Regions from separate parts of the Triticum aestivum genome. Here region 1 is linked to region 2. Evidence: chromatin contacts called from public Hi-C data. All regions are on one chromosome and are shown on one strand. Each heading gives the region's core, a stretch centred on a gene start, on an enhancer-like site or on the middle of the called end of the contact. The rest is flanking DNA. Distances are from core to core; before and after follow the strand shown. Region 1 holds the start of LOC123100207 (F-box protein PP2-B10). Region 2 holds the start of LOC123100884 (small nucleolar RNA R16).

The links. Hi-C and Micro-C count contacts between places; a contact is called where the count stands out from the background.
Region 1: a Hi-C map of leaf shows a contact between it and region 2, with 2.9 times the contacts expected there. The contact joins the promoter of LOC123100207 here to the enhancer-like site in region 2. A contact is called at or near these places in 3 of 5 Hi-C or Micro-C datasets (all in leaf).

Annotation. Positions count from the first base shown.
Region 1 is chr4D:433,174,941-433,181,105 of IWGSC CS RefSeq v2.1, forward strand. LOC123100207 (F-box protein PP2-B10) reads left to right here and starts at 2,348. Exons shown (of 3, transcript XM_044522169.1): 1 at 2,348-2,742; 2 at 2,827-2,945; 3 at 3,417-4,114. The coding sequence starts at 2,467. The coding sequence ends at 3,819.
Region 2 is chr4D:432,764,580-432,770,713 of IWGSC CS RefSeq v2.1, forward strand. It overlaps LOC123100884 (small nucleolar RNA R16), which reads left to right and starts at 362; the gene lies at 362-444. LOC123100939 (small nucleolar RNA U36a) reads left to right here and starts at 767; the gene lies at 767-850. Within about 2 kb of position 4,217, at least 5 of the 8 cell types and tissues checked have an H3K27ac peak or open chromatin away from gene starts, as enhancers often do. A contact at or near this core is called in leaf, where this site is marked.

The DNA of each region.
Region 1 (6,165 bases), core at 1,098-3,597, 410 kb after region 2:
ACCCTTGTAGATCGCGAGCGGAAGCGTTCCAATGAACGTGGATGACGGAGTCGTACTCGCCGTGATCCAAATCACCGATGACCGAGTGCCGAACGGACGGCACCTCCGCGTTCAACACACGTACGGTGCAGCGACGTCTCCTCCTTCTTGATCCAGCAAGGGGGAAGGAGAGGTTGATGGAGATCCAGCAGCACGACGGCGTGGTGGTGGATGTAGCGGGTCTCGACAGGGCTTCACTAAGCTTCTGCGAGAGAGAGAGAGAGGTGTTGCAGGGGAGGAGGGAGGCGCCCAAGGCTGTGGTGTGCTGCCCTCCCTCCCCCCCTTTATATAGGCCCCCTGGGGGGGCGCCGGCCCCAAGAGATGGGATCTCAAGGGGGGGGGGGGGCGGCCACAAGGGGGAAAGGGGTTGCCTTGCCCCCCAAGGCAAGGGGGAACTCCCCCCTAGGGTTCCCAACCCTAGGCGCATGGGGGGAGGCCCAAGGGGGGCGCCCCAGCCCACTAAGGGCTGGTTCCCTTCCACTTTCAGCCCACGGGGCCCTCCGGGATAGGTGGCCCCACCCGGTGGACCCCCGGGACCCTTCCGGTGGTCCCAGTACAATACCTGTAACCCCCGAAACTTTTTCGGTGGCCGAAACTGGACTTCCTATATATAATTCTTCACCTCCGGACCATTCCGGAACCTCTCGTGACGTCCGGGATCTCATCCGGGACTCCGAACGACTTTCGGGTTTCCGCATACATATATCTCTACAACCCTAGCGTCACCGAACCTTAAGTGTGTAGACCCTACGGGTTCGGGAGACATGCAGACATGACCGAGACGCCTCTCCGGTCAATAACCAACAGCGGGATCTGGATACCCATGTTGGCTCCCACATGTTCCACGATGATCTCATCGGATGAACCACGGTGTCGAGGATTCAATCAATCCCGTATACAATTCCCTTTGTCAATCGGTATGTTACTTGCCCGAGATTCGATCGTCGGTATCCCAATACCTTGTTCAATCTCGTTACCGGCAAGTCTCTTTACTCGTACCGCAATGCACGATCCCGTGACTAACGCCTTAGTCACATTGAGCTCATTATGATGATGCATTACCGAGTGGGCCCAGAGATACCTCTCCGTCACACGGAGTGACAAATCCCAGTCTCGATCCGTGCCAACCCAACAGACACTTTCGGAGATACCCGTAGTGCACCTTTATAGTCACCCAGTTACGTTGTGACGTTTGGCACACCCAAAGCACTCCTACGGTATCCGGGAGTTGCACGATCTCATGGTCTAAGGAAAAGATACTTGACATTGGAAAAGCTCTAGCAAACGAAACTACACGATCTTTTATGCTGTGCTTAGGATTGGGTCTTGTCCATCACATCATTCTCCTAATGATGTGATCCCGTTATCAATGACATCCAATGTCCATAGTCAGGAAACCATGACTATCTGTTGATCAACGAGCTAGTCAACTAGAGGCTTACTAGGGACACGTTGTGGTCTATGTATTCACACATGTATTACGATTTCCGGACAATACAATTATAGCATGAATAATAGACAATTATCATGAACAAAGAAATATAATAATAACCATTTATTATTGCCTCTAGGGCATATTTCCAACAGGCACATGGCGAGTAGTCGATTTAGTGCTTAGGCGGATGGCGGCGAAACGCCGGTGATTATATAATGTAACCGTGGAGGGCTCTCCCCCCTTTCTTCTTTAATACTCCCTCCGTTTCTAAATATAAGTCTTTGTAGAGATTTCACTATGAACCACATACGGATGTATATAGATGCATTTTAAGTGTAGATTCATTCATTTTGCTCTGTATGTAGTCCACCTAGTGAAATCTCTAGAAAGACTTATATTTAGGAACGGCGGGAGTATATGATACACACACTCGTGCGTATTCGAGAAAAAATAAAATTGTCACCACAAGTGTGGTAAAATTTGTCAAAAAATTAAGCCTATAACATGTGGCCATGTAGCTAAAAAAGTATGACTAAACACACAAGTGTGCCAATGAATCAAACACGGCTAAAATGTTGTGACACAACTAAAATTTGGTGTGACAACCTATACTGCAAACAAAACATGCCCTAAGTTTTTTTTTCTTCCGATGGCATGTAGTACAACAGTACAGGGTGGCCGCGACGACTATACAAATATGTAGCCGAATACCCGTATACTTCTCCGAATACCCGAAATACCTACGATGGATGGACTCAGCCCGGGCTGGCCTCGCAGTCGCAGGGCCCAGGTTCAGCTTCAAATTCAGTCAACTGAGTCTGCATCCACGTGTGATGTTGTCTGTAGTCTGTACCAAGGCGACTGGGCTCCACTTGTTCAAAATAAGTAACTTGCTTAGCTTGCTTCGCCCCGAATCAATCAATCAAATCAATTTCCTCCGAGTGTTTCGTCGCCAGATCGAACACAGCCAGGCCGCGGAGGCGGAGGAGCCGATGGAGCCCGGCCAGTGCGAGATCGCGCGCCTGCCGGAGGAGATCCTGTCGGCGGCGCTCTCCCGCACGTCGCCGCGCGACGCCTGCCGCGCCACCGCGGTCTCCCCGGCGTTCCGCGCCGCCGCCGACTCCGACGCCGTCTGGGCCTGCTTCCTGCCGCCGCCCGCCGCCCTCCCGCCGCTGGCCGACGGAGAGCTGCTTCCGCCGCCGCCGCGCGGGAAGAAGGACCTGTTCCTCCGCCTCTCCGGCAGCCCCGTCCTCCTCCCAGGCGGACTGGTATGTATATACACATACAACTAACCCCTGGAACAAATTTGGTTGACCGCTAGCCAATCAACTCAAAGTGGCGCCATGGTGCAGAGCATGTGGCTGGACAGGGCGAGCGGCGCCAAGTGCTACATGGTGCCGGCGAGGGACCTGTCCATCGCGTGGCGCGACACGCCGCGCTACTGGTCCTGGATCCATCTCACCGACTCGAGGTTTCTTGCCATCCTCCTTTGGTCTTTCCTTGCAGCTAGATTCTGTTGCAATCATTAATTTTGATAGTGCTTATAATTGCAAGTGGAAGTGCTAGGATGCAGGGTAGTAGATAGTATATGAAACTGCCACGAGGGCCAAAACCCAGAATATTCAGTAGCCATGAAAAAACTAGCAGCGAGTTCAGCAAAGTTTGCAATTTAATTTGCCCTGTTGAGTACTCCCTCCATTTCTAAATATAAGACTTTTATAGATTTCAATATGGACTAACATACGGATGTATATAGACATATTTCTGAGTGTAGATTCACTCATTTTACTCTATATGTAGTCTGTATTGGAATCTCTAAAAAGGCTATATTTAGGATCAGAGGAAGTATTTTGCAACGCGCGATGCTAGATGGTTTTCTGCAACTTATGATATTGTTTGGTTTTCATCTGGTTACGAATCTTAACCCTGCGTTTGACTCCAGGTTCCCTGAGAGTGCTCAACTCAGGTTCGTTTGCTGGTTGGAAATCCACGGCAAGATACACAGCAAGTTGCTATCCCGAGGCTCAGCTTACGCCACTTACATGGTGTACAAGTTGGACGACGAGTCCTACGGGCTGGATTGGCCGGCCGATGCATCAGTGAGCATTGGAGGCACCGACCTTGCCCGCAAGGTCTGCCTCCAACCTAACCCGCAAAGAAGCCATGCAGAGGATGTAGTGCTCCCTCGTGAAAGGGGTGATGGTTGGATGGAGCTGGAGCTAGGAGAGTTTGTCTGTGAGGGGGATGAAGATGGCGACGTTTCCTTCGGCCTGGCGGAGACGAAACGTTTGAACGGTAAGGGCGGTCTCATCATGCAGGGAATCGAGATAAGGCATAAGAATTAAATCGGACTAATTAAGGGAGGAGCTTCTGGGATTAAACCGATCGTATCCACGGTTTAATCCAGTATATAAAGAGAAACTAAGGCATCATATTTTCTTGCAATATGTGTTTTTACACTGCTGTCTTGGGTTTCATTCTATTTCTATTGATGGGACCGATGTATCATTTTGCTTGTTTCATCTTAAAAGAACAAACAGTTGATGAAGAGAGGAATATTACCCTCTTTGTGCAGTACATCGACCCCTCTTGAGGTTAATTAAGAGATCTGATCCATGTGCTATTATGGTTCGGCCAACACAGAAACCTGATCAAAGTGTGTTCTGCATTTTTAGGGTTGACAATGTACATCAGTACATGGCAGTAACAAAATGTGGATAATTTGACCGATTTCACAATCACAATCTTTGAATGCGTTAGTGATTCATGTGTAACCACGAAGTTCAAAGATGAAAAAATTGTTAAACTTTAAAATAAAAAATACTAAGATCTACTTATTGCTTTTTAACCACGAACGCCAGTGCATTGCCATGGGCCATGGATATATATTTTGCCGGTTGCATATAGGAGTATAAACATACTGCATGTATAAAAATGATAGCCCGTAACGTTCAAAGATTGTGATGTAAGTTGATAAAAAATCTAATAGAACGATGTGTACATAGAGAGCAAGGATCCAACTAATTAGCAGTTACTCCCTCCGTCCGAAAATACTTGTCATCAAAATGGATGAATAGAGATGTATCTAGAACTAAAATATGTCTAGATACATCCCATTTTATCCATTTTGATGACAAGTATTTTCGGACGGAGGGAGTACAAATTAAGATCTACTTATTGCTTATAAAGATATTTCCATGTAATGTGAGGAATGTTGTCTTTAGCTTCATTTGCATGGTAAAATGTGAGCGGCATTCCAATTTTCGTGAGCTATAAATTGTAGGCTACATACCGATCACTTTGGTTGGTATTTTCTCTAAAAATGACCTGTTAGGAAATTTATGTCACCGGATAGCAGCTTCTCTTTCTCCTTTTCTTTAAGAAAAAAAAACTTTGACCTTCTCTTGAGGAAGAAAAACAACCACTCCTCTCACTCACTCACATCACGGCGGCCTTCCCTCTCTCCTCACAACCAACCAGCAAGCGGGTGTCGCCGCATCTCATCTCCCCATCACGGTGTCGCCGCAACCATCTCTCCACAACACCTTCCCTCCATGACATGGCAAACCCCGCCCCTGGTCTGCCCACCGCCTCCCCTCGCCTCCACGGCGTCGCCCGCCCCTCCTCTCCCTGCCACGGCGCGCCCCACCTCCTCTCCTTGACAACCTCTCGCACTGTCGCCTCAGCACCGAGAAAGAAGGATGTGCGACGTGGATTTTGCATGTGCGTGGTAGAATAAATCGTGTGGAAATTTCGTTCCGGGGGGGGGGGGGGGGGGTAACGGGGGCATACAAATTCCGATGGATCAACGCTCGCCATGGGTAGGCTATATCTTTAGATTCTACATGCACAACAGGCGATATTGTATATATTTTTTATATAAAAGCACAATACATACTCATTAGTCTATTTGTTTATTTGGAAAGGTTTACAGATTCTTGGCGTGGGTGGAGAATATGCAGGTCCAATGGAAACCAAGCCTTACCTGCCACAATGTGGTTTGATCATTTCTTTCTTTCTTTCCCTTATGTTTTTGGAGGAAATTGTATAGAATAATAACCAATTAAGTCAGCTTTTGTGTGTATATAATTGCAAAGCCTTATAATAGTTAATTGGGATTTTGTGTGCACAAAAAGATAATTGTAAAGCATATGATTGGTGATTGAACACCCTTTTTTTGAAGTTTTAGCTTCCTGAAACAACTTTATATGGTATGCCAAATACTCCCTCTTTAAAGAAATATAGGAGCATTTAGATCACTATTTTAGTGATTTAAACGCTCTTGTATTTATTTATGGAGGGAGTAGATAATTAAAAAGCCAAGAAGTAGGATAGAATTAAACACCACTCTACACTCTGCTTTTCCTTTCCTTTTACTAAAAGACTCAACAAATATCTCCATGCTAGTGTTGATAATTGCTGAGATAGTGGGTCATAGAGTGATTTAGCGGTAAAAAATAGTCGACTATGTTGCCTGTGCATGGGGATTCTAAATGTTAAATGATATGTTAGACATGGTTGACGTTGAACTACTAGAACGTGTATGCCCTTTTGCAGTGCAAGAATAATTAACCATAAAAAGATGAAGTCTCCAGTTTATTTAGGTAAAGACAACAGGGGCGCAGGGTATCGGACCAAGAGGAGCGTTAACTCGTTTTGTAGAGGTTTCGATTTGCGAATCAGACTTGCTG
Region 2 (6,134 bases), core at 2,967-5,466:
AACAGTGGCTTAGCTTCTATTTCTCATTCCATGGTGGCGTGTTGGCGTTCTGGAAGCACCCTATCTGGTTGATGATCAGCATGAGATGCCCTGGCCTTATTTGAACAACTCAAACCACTACTCTGGAGATGCCCTGGCCCTATTTGAACAATATGGAAGCACAACAGAAAAATAGAGCCAGTCCTCATGGTCTAAGAATGGACGGGTGATCCTTCTTATATCTCCAGTTCTTTTCTCGACTGAGTTCTGATGGGGATGCTGCGGGTGTGGATAGTTTAAGGTCTAGCCGAGATTTCCTAGTCAACTGATCTAACTGAGATTTTCTGTTAAGATGTTTTTCTCAAAAGCTTTGACCCTTAGTGCTGGCAACTGATCAGATATTCTACACTCAACGGAAACTTCCATGTGTGTACTAATAATCTCTGCTTAATATCTGATGCCTTTGCATTAATGTGCTCTGTTTGTCTCTTCTTTTTCCCCCTTGTGAATTTACCTGTGCAAACGGTGTAAAATTTTGTTAAATATGAAGCTGGTCCCCCTGAAGTTTGATATGTTTCCAAAACCCTGCTTATTATCTGATGCAACCATCAGTTTTAGCTTTTAATCCAGTTACAATGGCATGTGTTTGTTTAACTCTTCCGTGGTTTCCATTTGATGAATGAAAACACCAATAAATTCTATAATTTTATTTTTTAATATCCTATAGTTAAGCATATCAAGCTAACTTTATCTTTAAGAAGTTTTAGTTTTAGTATTTTTTTTATGATGGCAATGGTTTGAATTTTACCCGTGCTTCTGATTAATTCATGACGTACAAGGGAAACATGGTTGAATTTCTGAATACGAGCCATTCAAATATTAGTTCTTGTTTTGCACTCTTTAGATTATTTTTTTCTGGTTTGACATGGCGGTGATGATAACACTTTGAATTATAGGTTCACCCCTGTCGGGAAGAGATGTTTTGGAATCCTCGTACCGAGTTCGCCCCTCTTACGGTCCCCTCTTGAAATCTCCCTTTGAATGCAAGTATGGACCTCGGTGCGACTCTGGTACTTGCTCTCATTCGTTAGCGCTATTCGAATAGCGGTCGAAACTGATGCTTTGCTCAGGAGGGAGCCAGGTGTGCTGTGCAAGTTGAAGGCCTAAATATGCAAGCCTGTGTGTGGTTTTCTAGTTGCAACATTCATTCTTGTTGCCGTGATGCTAGGCTACGCTTGTAATCTGAGAGGCACTTCTATCAGATGTACCAGCAATGATCGCTGAAGTTGTGGTGAGCGCACGTGATGTCTATGTAATAAAGTTATAAAGCATTTCCTAAGCCGTAAAAGTAATAGTCAGTTTTTCATGCTCAAACTCTGTATTAGCTTTTATGATAAGCTAGGCCACGAGGAAAATTAGTAATGGTATGGAGCATTGTGAGCAACTCCAATAACAGGCCTATTTTAGGGCTTATCCGTTTTTTTAGAGTTTTTTGGAGCCAGAATACAGCCTCCAGCGGCTGCTCTAAATGCAAAAGAAATTTGCAAGGCAGCACACAAAAAACGGCAAGACAATGACCAAATCCCGCCCGTTGTAGGACACCCGCATCGTCCTCAAGCGGAGGGACGCCCGAGGGAGCGACGAGGCGGCGATGGCGAGGTTTGCGAGGAAGAATTCACACCTCGTGCAGGCATATAGGTGGAATGATTCTGGGAGCATGACCATGAGAAGAAGAGGACGAGGCAGGGCCTTCATAGGTGGTGAAGGTGGAGACCGGCGATGAGGGTTCCGAGATTGATTGGAATGACCTTGCATGTGAGAGTGATGGTAAGAAGAGTGACAAGGTGGAGTCTGACTGGAATGACCTTGCGTGTGAGAGTGATGGTAAGGAGAGTGGGGAGTCCGACGAGATTGACCGGGACAACTTGTAGGGTGTCTGTAGGAGTTGGCCGTAGTAGTGTTTAGGGTGATCTAGTTTGGATGTCCGTTTAATCTATGTAATGTTTGGATATTTAGCTCGTTCTATGTTTAAACCTTGCATGTTTAAGTTTGAATCAAAGTATGCAATGTGAGATCGAAGTAGTTTGTATATTCATTTTAAAAATGAGGAGTTTCCATGTTTATGTTGCCCTAATTTAGGGCAACTGTTGGAGACCCTCATTTTGTCGTGCCAAACACCTTTTTGTGTCCTATATTTTACTTCAAACACTTTTTGCTTCCCTAAATAGGGCAGCTATTGAAAATGCTCTTATGACAAATCTATTCCTAAAAATATACAGGTGATGAATCTTACATACTTCTTCCCAATCAAAAACTTTTTATACCAAACAAATACACAGTTACAATCAGTTTTGTCCTCGACACTCCTCGTACGCGTTTTTCGCCTGTGTCTTTGTCGTACACTTTTTTGGTCCGTGTCGCCGCTGGTGGCGTGCCCATGGTTTTGCTTTGTTTTTCATGGCGCATGGGCAATTTCATCCCCGACGACCGTTGTACACATTTTTTACTCGTGTCCCCGTCGTACACTAAGACAATTGGAAAGGTTGCTTAAGAAGACATTAGGTGATATGCACAAAATTAAACTAAAATATACTCCTTCCATTCCGAATTACAAAATGTTACAATTTTTCTTTGAATCAGCGGGTTTGTTCACCCAATCAGAGGAGTTGCATGTACCAGGGCGACATTCGGTGGCGGCACAGCCGGCAGCATTGTGGGTTCGGGCCGGCGGAGGTCCAATGGTGGTTGTGCGGACGAGGCAAAAAAAATAAGAGGAAGAGAGCAAGTCGCGATGTCTTCAAGAGATTCAAGACAGTCTCCTGCAGTTAGTCTGATGTGGCAGACGCATCCCGGCCTCCCCATATCTGTTCTAGATATGGATTGAATATGGAGGTGTCGGGTCAGCCTAGACATTTGGGCTGAGTATAAGTGCTCCAGTTGGTTGGATTTTTTTTCCTGTCCAAGCAATGATCGGACAGGCCGCCCGAACGTTTGATGGGATATGGAGATACATGGCGTAGATGCTCTAATATGATGAATTGCGAGCTGTTTGGAACTGATAAATTGAGAATGCTACCATTTATGTTTTGAAATTTAAAGCTACACTGTTATCTTCTCTTTTACTTAAATCATAAATGGTCATATTATTTTACAAAATGGGTTTGCTAAATCTATACCTATACCTATGTGCATGAAAGCAACTCCAATGGGGCGACCCATTTCATCCGCTGGCGTCCGTTTGGGTCGGCGCGGACAGAAAAGGCGTCCGCTTGGTGTCCGCATGGCGACCCATTCCCGGCCCAATTTTGAGCCGGATTTGCGTCGGCGCGGACACGAGACGGACGCACGCGCGCGCCTACTCCTCTCCCCGGGCCCGCCGGTCGGTGGCAGCCACCATCATTTTCCTCCATTTCCCCCAAAACACCTCCCGCCCGCGCGCTCCCGCCCCACACCCGCCATGGACGACGCCATCGACCTCGACGCCGCCGCCGGCCTCGCCTCCCTCGCCTCGTCCGGCGCCGCCGCCCCCTCCGGGAAAGGCAAGTCTCGTGCCGCGCGCAAGACCGCCGCCGCGGCCAAGCCAAAAAAGCCGCTGACGCCCACACAGAGGGCAAGGGAGTCGGCCAAGAGGAAGGACCGGAGGCACGCCGCGGACGCAAGGGATGAGGCCGCCGCGCAGCAGGAGGACACCACCGCCCGCGTCGCCGCCTTAACGAGGGAGGCGCTCTACATGCTAGGGCTAAACCCTAGCCAGCACAGCCTCCTCAACGCTGTCGTCGCCGCGGCCAGCACCGGCTCATCGGCGTTTTCTCGGATGGTGCTGCCCGACTCGCTCCGCGTGTCGGCTTGCAACCCGATGCCCGGCTTCCACGTGTACCCGCAGGCCTCCCGCCTCTCCGGGGAGTGCTCGTCCATCAACGAGCTATATTATTTTTGGCAAGTTGTATATACTGCGTTCAATGTACCTAGGTCCGAAAAACCGTCTCCCCTCTTTCCCAGAATAATAGCTGTCATTGTAGTTGGTTTGGTAACCCACCAGCTCCCTGCTTGCAAGTTGACCCCAGAACTGATCTCAACCGGTACTCGACAGCTGCGCGCGAAATTCTAAATTTCTCAGGCATACGCCACGATAGAGAAAGCACCCGTGCAGTGCGCGCGGTTCACGCAAATGCACCGCGGTTCTCCCGCGGCAGCCTGGACTTGGAATCCGGAGCTCCGGACTGTGACCCATTCACCCGACGTACGTACCACCGTGACGAACCAACCCCAGGGCCCGGGGTGATGACCCACCGGCCCGGCCGGAAGCCCTCCCCCGCCGCGTCCACTTGGAGCACCGCCCGCCCGCGTCGCCCGCGACAAGCGAGCGCGGACAAGCGCCCCGGGACAGGTCATGGGCGGGCGTCAGCGCGCGCGCGCGCGCGCACGGGCGCTGCTGCCACCTGCCCCCATCAAATCCATCCATCCATCGTCCGTCGAAGCGCCTGCCTCGGCGCGGCGACGGGGAGGACGGCGCAGTCGCGCTGCTCGCACGTACGCTCGCGCCGCACCGGACCTTGACCACTCGATCTACTGTCCGGGCCCCGGGACATGCGTGCAGACGCAGACGCCACGCCTGTTGCGCTGCAGGAAGCAATCTCCCGGACTTGCGCGCAGATTCGGCAGAGCGCCACTCTGTGATGCACTCGTGCGTCGATGATCAACCGATCACATTGTTTGTTTTACCGTGACGTGTGTGCAACCATTCGTGTGTTTGGGTCGTAATTTTGTCTGCCCATTTGCCGGATCGGCGCCTTCGGTACAGCTACAGAGCAAGATGTAGGACACGATTGAAGTAGCAAACCAGTACGTACTACGTGCGGTGAATGCAAGGGGTTGAATGACGAGAGGGGGCCTTTCGATTTCGAAAATCGCCTGCGGAGCTGTTGACGATTTGCCGCCGAGGCAATCCGGATCGTGGTGGTAGGTACCACTATTTAACCACGGCGAGGCAGAGTTGGCAGGTACCACTATCACAATTCACTGAATGCGAGTGAGCCGTGAGCTGAGCTGCATGGAACAGATGGTCAATGGACCACAACCTCAAACGATGTCTCACCTCTAGGCCATTGCAACAGCAGGCAGACAGCGAGCGAAGGCTTCAGTTTGGATTTGGAAACACACGAAATTGTGCTCCCTGTCAGTTGATGACTCAGTCAGCCGATCGCCAGAGACCAAAAACCACACGACCGGCTATGGATAAGCCGGTGCGACTGGTGGCACTAGGGAATGCAATGCAATGCAAGCTGCCTTTGCACGAATCCAGCTGAAAGCATGGAACTGCGGAGGGCATCACGTGCACCAGATTCTCTGCGCCAAGAAGACAAATGAAATGCTTCAGCACGCCAACTAAGTTTTTAATTAGGGTAATGTTTGCATCAGCTCTGCAGCTTGCATTCCCGCCTGCTTGGCAGCCACTCTTGTGTTGGCACCAAATTGGTCGCCGCATATCCCTATCCTAAATCACTTTATGTTGCAATTCGCAATGTGCTAAATGTTGAATGGTGGGATCAAACTGTGGTTGCATTGGTACCAACGGATTTAAAAGTCAAACTTGCCTTCAGCATGATTTTCTTAAATGTGCACATGAAACACATGTTGAACAAACTAGCCGTCACCTTTTTTTTCCCATGGCAGCCGTTTTTGGCCCAAGTTCGCGGCCATGGCAAGGGCTCGGTTTGTTAGGTTTTTTCAGCATTTTTCTGTTAGCTCGTCTGAGGATGCGGTCTGTCGGACCCCAAGGCGCAAGTCTAGGCCTGTGCGGCATGTTCTCGGTCGTGGGAGAACATCACATGTACCCACCGTTTAGCCTAAGCCTAAAGGAATCCTATATTGAAAACTTGGCTAGCCAAATTTCGGATGATGGTTCAACTGCAGTTGATTTGGTCAATTTAAGCACGATCAATCGGTCATGCCAAAAGATAAATACTATTGAAAAAAGACCAAATTATTGGCATGCTAAAATTGAAGGGTTAATTATTGGGCACAAATATAATAAAAATGTGCTGACGTGCAAAGTTACATTTCCTTCCAAATATTAGGGTTTAGGCCATTGCAAATTTGTCGTCTTTAACACCACAATGAGTCACGCCTACGAGTCACGCTCTACGCCGACGACA